Linked DNA regions of Pan troglodytes: region 1 is linked to region 2. The links are chromatin contacts, called in public Hi-C maps. All regions are on one chromosome and are shown on one strand. The core of a region is the stretch at or near the end of the contact, and the rest is flanking DNA. Distances in the headings are between cores, read along the strand shown. Region 1 overlaps GRHL2 (grainyhead like transcription factor 2). Region 2 has its middle 130 kb from the start of ZNF706.

Evidence for each region. A called contact is a pair of places that touch in the nucleus more often than the background predicts.
Region 1: a contact with region 2 is called in a Hi-C map of induced pluripotent stem cells, with 2.7 times the contacts expected there. The contact joins two enhancer-like sites. A contact is called at or near these places in 4 of 7 Hi-C or Micro-C datasets (blood, induced pluripotent stem cells and stem cell-derived neural progenitor cells).

What each region holds. Positions count from the first base shown.
Region 1 is chr7:111,757,317-111,761,083 of NHGRI_mPanTro3-v2.0_pri, reverse strand. All of the region lies in intron 1 of GRHL2 (grainyhead like transcription factor 2), which reads right to left. Among named protein-coding and RNA genes, the nearest start is that of GRHL2, 30 kb to the right of the region's middle. Within about 2 kb of position 2,048, at least 1 of the 24 cell types and tissues checked has an H3K27ac peak or open chromatin away from gene starts, as enhancers often do. A contact at or near this core is called in induced pluripotent stem cells, where this site is marked.
Region 2 is chr7:111,568,518-111,572,030 of NHGRI_mPanTro3-v2.0_pri, reverse strand. No RefSeq gene overlaps it. Among named protein-coding and RNA genes, the nearest start is that of ZNF706, 130 kb to the right of the region's middle. Within about 2 kb of position 1,835, at least 5 of the 24 cell types and tissues checked have an H3K27ac peak or open chromatin away from gene starts, as enhancers often do. A contact at or near this core is called in induced pluripotent stem cells, where this site is marked.

The DNA.
Region 1 (3,767 bases), core at 799-3,298, 190 kb before region 2:
TGGTAGCAACTGTGTTAAACCAATAAGTATGTGAGTCAAAACAAATAAGGTTATGAACCAAAAGAAAACAAAACAAGTAACTTTTGGAGGTGGGATGGTACGTGATTTGTCTTTATTTAGTGGTTTTAAATATATATATAGCTTATGCAACTGAATATAAATGGAAAAGAAGGCTGGGCCAGTGGCTCACACTTGTAATTCTAACATTTTGAGAGGCTGAGGTGGGAGGATCGTTTGAGCCCAGGAATTCAAGACCAAGCAGACAACATGGCAAAAACCCATCTTTACAAATAATAATTTAAAAAATTAGCCACACATGGTGGTGAATGCTTGTAGTCCCAGCTACTTGGGAGGCTGAGGTGGAAGGATCACTTGAGGCCTGGAGATTGAGGTTGCAGTGAGCCGTGATGTGCCACCACACTCCAGCCTGAGTGACACAGTGAGACCCCACCCCCCTTAAAAAAAAAAACAAACTTTCAGTGGATATAAAAGTACTGGACTGAAGAAACAAGCTGGGACGGGTGGTAGTGGGGAACTAATAATTTTGGGTGTTTTCTCTCCATAGCATCCAACATTCTTGATTTCCTTTCCTCTGCTTCATACATAAAAGCATGGTCACAGTCATCTTTATGCAGTTCCCCTCTCCAAGGAAAGAGGTTTTTATTGTACACCTTTCTCTCTTAACCTGTATGGAAAAAAAAAAAAAATCCCCTTTCATTCCTTGTAAGAATAATAGATGTTGGCTGGGCGCAGTGGCTTAAGTCTGTAATCCCAGCACTTTGGGAGGCCGAGGTGGGTGGATCACTTGAGGCCAGGAGTTTGAGACCAGCCTGGGCAATGTGGTGAAACCCATCTCTACTAAAAATAAAAAAAAATTAGCGGGGCATGGTGGCGGGTGCCTGTAATCCCAGCTACTCAGGAGGCTGAGACACGAGAATCACTTGAACCAGGGAGGCGGAGGTTGCAGTGAGCAGAAATCGCACCACTGCACTCCAGCCTGGGTGACAGAGCGAGATTCCATCTAAAAAAAAAAAGAAACAAAGAATAATAGATTTCTACTTTGTGGTCCCAATCAGTATATGAACAGAAGGCCTATTTAGAAATTAAAGTTAAAAAAAAAAGCAAGTTATATTTCATGCAACTTCAATTCCAAAACAACTCAGATATAGATGTTTATATATATATAGATGTTTATATATATATATGTATATATATATATGTATATGTATATGTATAAACATACTTGTATTTGTAAGGCTTGGCAATGGCCTGAGGTACTCGTTTTTGTGTTTATGAATAGACCTGTAGCACACAAGTGCTGCAAAGAAATCTTCATGATCATCCACTCCAAACTTCTCATCTTACAAATAGGAAAACTGAAGTCCAGAGAGGTTATACCATTTCCCTGGGATTACACAGTTATTTTTGTTAACACCGAAATAATTCAAGGACAAATTGCTGGAGGACACATATCCACAGGGGATTGGTTCCAGGCCCACAGATGCTCAAGTGTCTTATATAAAATGGCCTGGTATTTTAGGTATATAACCCATGCACATCCTACTATATACTTTAGATCACCTCTAGATTACTTATAATACCTAATACAATGTAAATGCTAGGAAAATAGTTGTTATATTGTTTTCATTTGTATTATTTTTTACTGTTATTATTGTTATTGTTTTTTTTTCTGAGTATCTTTGAAATACAGCTGGTTAGACCCACAGTTTTGGAACCTTGGATATGAAGAACCAACTGCATACTGTTGGTTAATCATTAGTGCTTTGCCAGGAAGGGGAACATCACACACTGGGGCCATGTACCCTAGAACTTAAAGTATAATAAAAATATATATTTAAAGAAAATCTTTAGTGCTTTGCAAACATATAAGCACTCTTCCATGAGGACAAAACCAAAATTATAAACAGCTTCCTCCATTCACACCCCTGCCCTAAATTTCCCACTCAGTTCATTGAACAAACCTTTATTGAGCTCCTGCTGTACTACAGGCTCTGAGCTAGGTGCAGGGGGCAGTGTTGACCAAGCCAGACACAGTCTCTCCTGTTAAGGAGCATTTCATCTACGAATTGATTAGTTCAAGTCAGCTTATTACCACAGCGTTCTCTAAAAGCTAACAAAAAATTACATTTTTAGAACTATTTTTTTATAATCGGTCCTAATCCCTAGGTATATAAGTCCAAGTATAAAGATGTAATAAAAAATCTTATCATGGAAGTTATGTCTTGTTAAATAACGGAAACACTGCTACTTAAAAACCATGAAAGTTAAGATCATATTCATTTGACAGGTCTTAACTGAGCAACTACTGTGAGCTGGTACTGCTTTGAGTACTGGGATACAGCGATGAAAAAGACAGACCCAGTCTCTGCCCTGGTGAAGCTCTGACAGAAGAATATACAATTGCAGATGTGACAAGTGTTAATGAAGAAAAGTACAGGGTGCTACAAGAGAAAATATCATGGGGACCATGTGGTAGCCAGGAGCACCTCACAACACTTCCAACCACAGAAAGCATCATGGGCCAAAGCTCCTGTTGCCTGTCACTGAAATTTGTCACCACATTTGTGCGGAGACCACACTTCGCCATGGGCTGCTTCCAACCAGCAATCATGTGTGGTAGGACTACCAAAGCGGCACATTCTTGGGGAACAGGGACTCCTCTGATGGCTGGCTCTGACTCAGAGACCCTCACCCCCACCCCATGGCCCTGCTGCATCTTCTTTAGACTGCACAGCAGTCCTGGAAGCTTCTGCTCAACATTTCCTCCCTCTCTCCTTCACTCCAAGTCAGACTCACATTGTTGTCTGACAGCTCCCCCACTTTGCCAGCTCCCTCTGTATTTTTTTCTCACAAGTGGTTCCCCTAATACAAGTATTGCATGTGTAATCCTATCTTAGATTATTCATCACGAAGAACTCAGACTGATGGAGGATCTAATTTAGATTGAGATGGGGCTGCTTAGGATGGGGTTACTGTGAAAGTATTCAAACACAAATTGAGACTTGCAGAAGGAGGAGGAATTTCTCAAGGAAAAGAGGAAGGAATGTCATTACAGGAACAGCACGTGCAAGGTCCCTGAGGCAGGTTGGAACTTCTCCCAATCGAAGGACTAAATGAAGGGCAGTATAGCTGGATCATAATGTTTCAAGAAGGAAGAGGGCAGTGTCTGATGAAACTTAAGAGATAAGCAGAGGCCAGATTATGCCAGGATTTGTAATTCACTTTTAGGATTTTACATTTTGTATGCTAAGTGCACAGGGTACTCATGTGAGGTCTTTAGGAAGGGAACATCTTGATCAAATTCTTTTCTGTTCAATCCATACAGAGGGTGATCTTTTAAAAACACAAGATGTTCTCTTGTGACCTTTAAAAGATCACCCTGTCTGCTGCGTGGGATTGAACAGAAAAGAGGTTGTAGGAGACCAACAAGGCAGTTACTGAAATGGCCCAGGAAGGATAAACTAAGGATTACTTTCTGCATAATGAGGAAAATCATCTTTATAAGGTCTTCCTTAAGATTCTGTAGCCCTTTTCTTTATTTCAAGGCAGTCAATATTTTCTGCCATTTTCTTTATTCAGATAACCGTCTTAAATTTTACATGTTTGTGCAAGTGGGTATTATGTCTCACTCAATTTGTAACCTCACATACTACGTGAATCAGTCTATAATCTCCTCCAAAGTTGTGTAACAGAGATAGTCTACGGTAAAAATGTTGGACTCCACCTCTGTCTTTAAAGCTAAGAGA
Region 2 (3,513 bases), core at 586-3,085:
TGTTCACAGGCAGTATTATTTATAATAACCCCAAACCAGAAAGAACCCAGATAACTATCAGTAGAAGAATGGATAAACCATGGTGTACTCATACAATAGAATTCTACTTAGCAATGAAAATGAACAAATCACAGTTAATATACTATAATATACATGAATATCCTAAACACGATGTTAAGCCAAAAAAAAAAAAAAAAGGCAAACATAAAGAAATCATACTGTATTATGCCATTTACATAAAGATCAAAAACAGGCAAAACAAATCTATGGTGATAAAAGTTGGGAAAGTGGTTGCTTGTGGAGAGGATGAAATAGGCAGCAATTGGGCAAGGGTATGAAGTGGGCTTTGGGGTGCTGGTATTGTTTCATTTATTGACATGGTTGGTAGTTAGTTTTTTGTGGTACTTAAGAGTGTTCATTTTGTGGGAATTTTGTGCTATTTACTTATAACTCGTGTGCTTTTCTGTGTGTGTGTCTACTTCATATTAAAGAGTTTAATACAAAGAGATAAGTCATTCATTCATTGTTCTGTCAATTCATTGATTCATTCAGTAAACCTTTGCTGAGGGTTGGTGTATTAGTCTGTTCTTGAATTGCTATAAAGACATACCTGAGACTGGTTAATTTATAAGTAAAGAGGTTTAGTTGGCTCATGGTTCTGTAGCCTGTACAGGAAGCATGGTGGCATCTGCTTCTTGGGAGGCCTCATGGAGCTTTCTCATGGCAGAAGACAAAAGCGGAAGCAGGCACTTCACATGGCGGGAGCAGGAAAGCAAGGCCGGAGGCGCTACACACTTTTAAAAGACCAGATCTCAAGAGAACTCGCTCACTATTGAGAGGATAGCACCAAGGGGGATGGTGCTAAACCTTTCATGAGAAATCCGCCCGCATGATCCAATCACCTCGCACCAAACCCCACCTCCAACACTGGAGATTACATTTCAGTATGAGATGAGGAGTGGGGACACATATCGAAACTGTATCACTTGGCTGCAACATCATTGGAGCACCAGTTCTTACCGGATTGCAGTGTTTCTCATGGGGAAAAAAATGTTCTTGTGCATAGGGCTAGATTTTTAAAAACCAAGGGTTTGAAACTTGATTGAGTCCTAACCACAACTTGCTGTTTTAGTTTAGCCAAGCTATTGTGTTTCTCTGGGCCCGTGATGATCCGTAGAGTAAGTGATCTTTCTTTTAGCTCTGAAAGTGATAATTTATTAATTCAATCAACTGTAGTTGAGTGCATATTACCTGTGCAGTGATTTGCTAAAGATAGGAGCCACAAAACTAGAAAAACAAACAAATGCATGGTCTCATTCTCCAGAAGCTCCTAGCCTTGCCAGTAACAAAGGGACCACTATGGTGGAGCAAAGTAAGTGCATCGATGGACCTCATGCCCAGGATGCTAAGGGACCACTTGTGAGCAGCTGCTAATCCTGATCCCAAAGGAAGGCAGCCAGAAGTGGAGACCCGATCCCACTTCCGGCTGTGTATTAAATGCTGCTCTATAGGATAGAGTATTACCTGGTTGGGGCCAGCACGGCTTCTCTGAGGCCTGGAAGCAGGAGAAAGCTTCAGTCAGACAGAAAAGCAGCAGAAAGATGAGAGTGAACAAAAACAAAGAGTTTTTTACTGCCTTTTATTTTTCAGGTCTGTGTAGATAGGATGCTAGGAGGCAGTGTACAGAACGGAGTGGGAGTCCAGAGCGTGGCAGGGCCAGGGCAGGAAAGACCTTGATTGCCCTGGTACAAATTCCAGCAGGAAGGAGCCAGCGCCTCCCCCAGACACAACTTCCGGCACCTGCCGCTCAGCAGGGCCGGTGAAAAGCAGTCCCCTAGTGGCAAGTTTGGGAGCTCCCGGTTGCTCGTGGCCTGAAAATCTTGCTCTAAAGAGGACAAATTCTAAGGGCTCTTCAAAACCCCAGAGGAATACAAGCCCACTGGAAATGTAGCTAATCAGCTATGCAAATGTGATTTGCACATAGGAAAGCACAATAAACAAAACAGGGATCTCCCGAGAAAGTACCAGAAGACGCCTTGGCTTAGAGAGCGCTGGGACAGCATTTCCCCAGGGCAAGGATCTGCTGATTCTGAGTGTCTGAAGAGTTGCTTTGCATGCGGCCTCAGCAGATGTGTCCATTTGCATGTAGGTAAATTTCCGCATGTAAGGTCTTAGTATCAAGCAGGTCTTCAGAGGACTGAATGTCACAGGATTAAAATCTAAAACTCATTTAGCATTCACCAGTGCAACCAGCTAATAGGCATCAAGATTTGCATCAGAGGATCAAGATCTGTAGTTGGTTTAATGGTAAGAAATAGTCTTAGAAATGCAGCTTAGAAAAAAATTTAGAGACATTTATAGCAGCCTCAGAGCTGCCCCCTTCGGCAGCTCTACAGTTTCTCAGTCTATCCTCTGTACAGGAAGGGGTGTTCCCAGGGCCTACTTCCCTGTGGGCTCTGTCCACAGTGCTCTTCAGGGCTGCTCGTGGCTGGCCTCATGATGTTGAGCACTACTGGCTTTTCACAGGGCCAGGGCTGCTGGACACCCTGCAATGTGCAGGACAGTCCTGCCAGGTGAAACTGTCTCTTCTTCTGCATGACTTTGGAATGTCTCACTGAAATTTTATGTACATGAACAACCTGCTGATAAACTTCTGAGCATAAAAGCTAATTCAGTTTGGTATGTAAACAAAATATTCAGTTTAATTCACACTGAATTTTTCAGCAATGCAAGTACTATGCAAACTGGGGAGAAGACTAGGCTTAGTTTTATTCAGAGCTTTGTTGGGAGTTGTTCACTATGTCAGAGAAACTTGAGGTTAACATGTGCAGCAGCTCCATTTGTGGGGTTCCATGTAGGAGGCCAAGTGTTTGCCTACTTCCTGTTGGCTTCTAGCAAAATCGGGCCTCCACCTCTGTCTACTGAAATACGTATTATTTTATGGCAAGTTACTATCTTTTTATTTCTTCTCTAAGGCATTGTGTTGATTTTTTGAAATTAGGCATATATTATTTATTAATTTTGTTTCAGCCTAGTAAAATGGGGGAGGAAGGTGGTACAAAATATTTCTTTTCTCCTTCCTTCCTTCCTTCCTTTCTTTCCCTTTCTTTCTTTTTCTTTCTTTCTTTCTTTCTCTTTCTTTCTTTCTTTTTCTTTCTTTTCTTTCCTTTCTTTCTCTTTCTTTCCCTCCCTTCCTTTCTTTCCTTCCTTCCTTCCTTCCAGGGTCTCACTTTCTCACCCAGGCTAGAGCACAATGGCATGTTCACGACTCACTGCAACCTTGACCTTCCATGCTCAGGCAATCCTCAAGCCTGAAATTATTTCTTTCCTTCCTTTCTTTCTTTCTTTCTTTTGTTTTGTTTTGGTGGAGGACAGAGTTTCGCTCTTGTTGCCCAGGCTGCAGTGCAATGGCGCGATCTGGACTCACTGCAACCTCCACCTCTTGGGTTCAAGCGACTCTCCTGCCTCAGCCTTCCGGGTAGCTGGGATTACAGGCATCCGCCACCAAGCCTG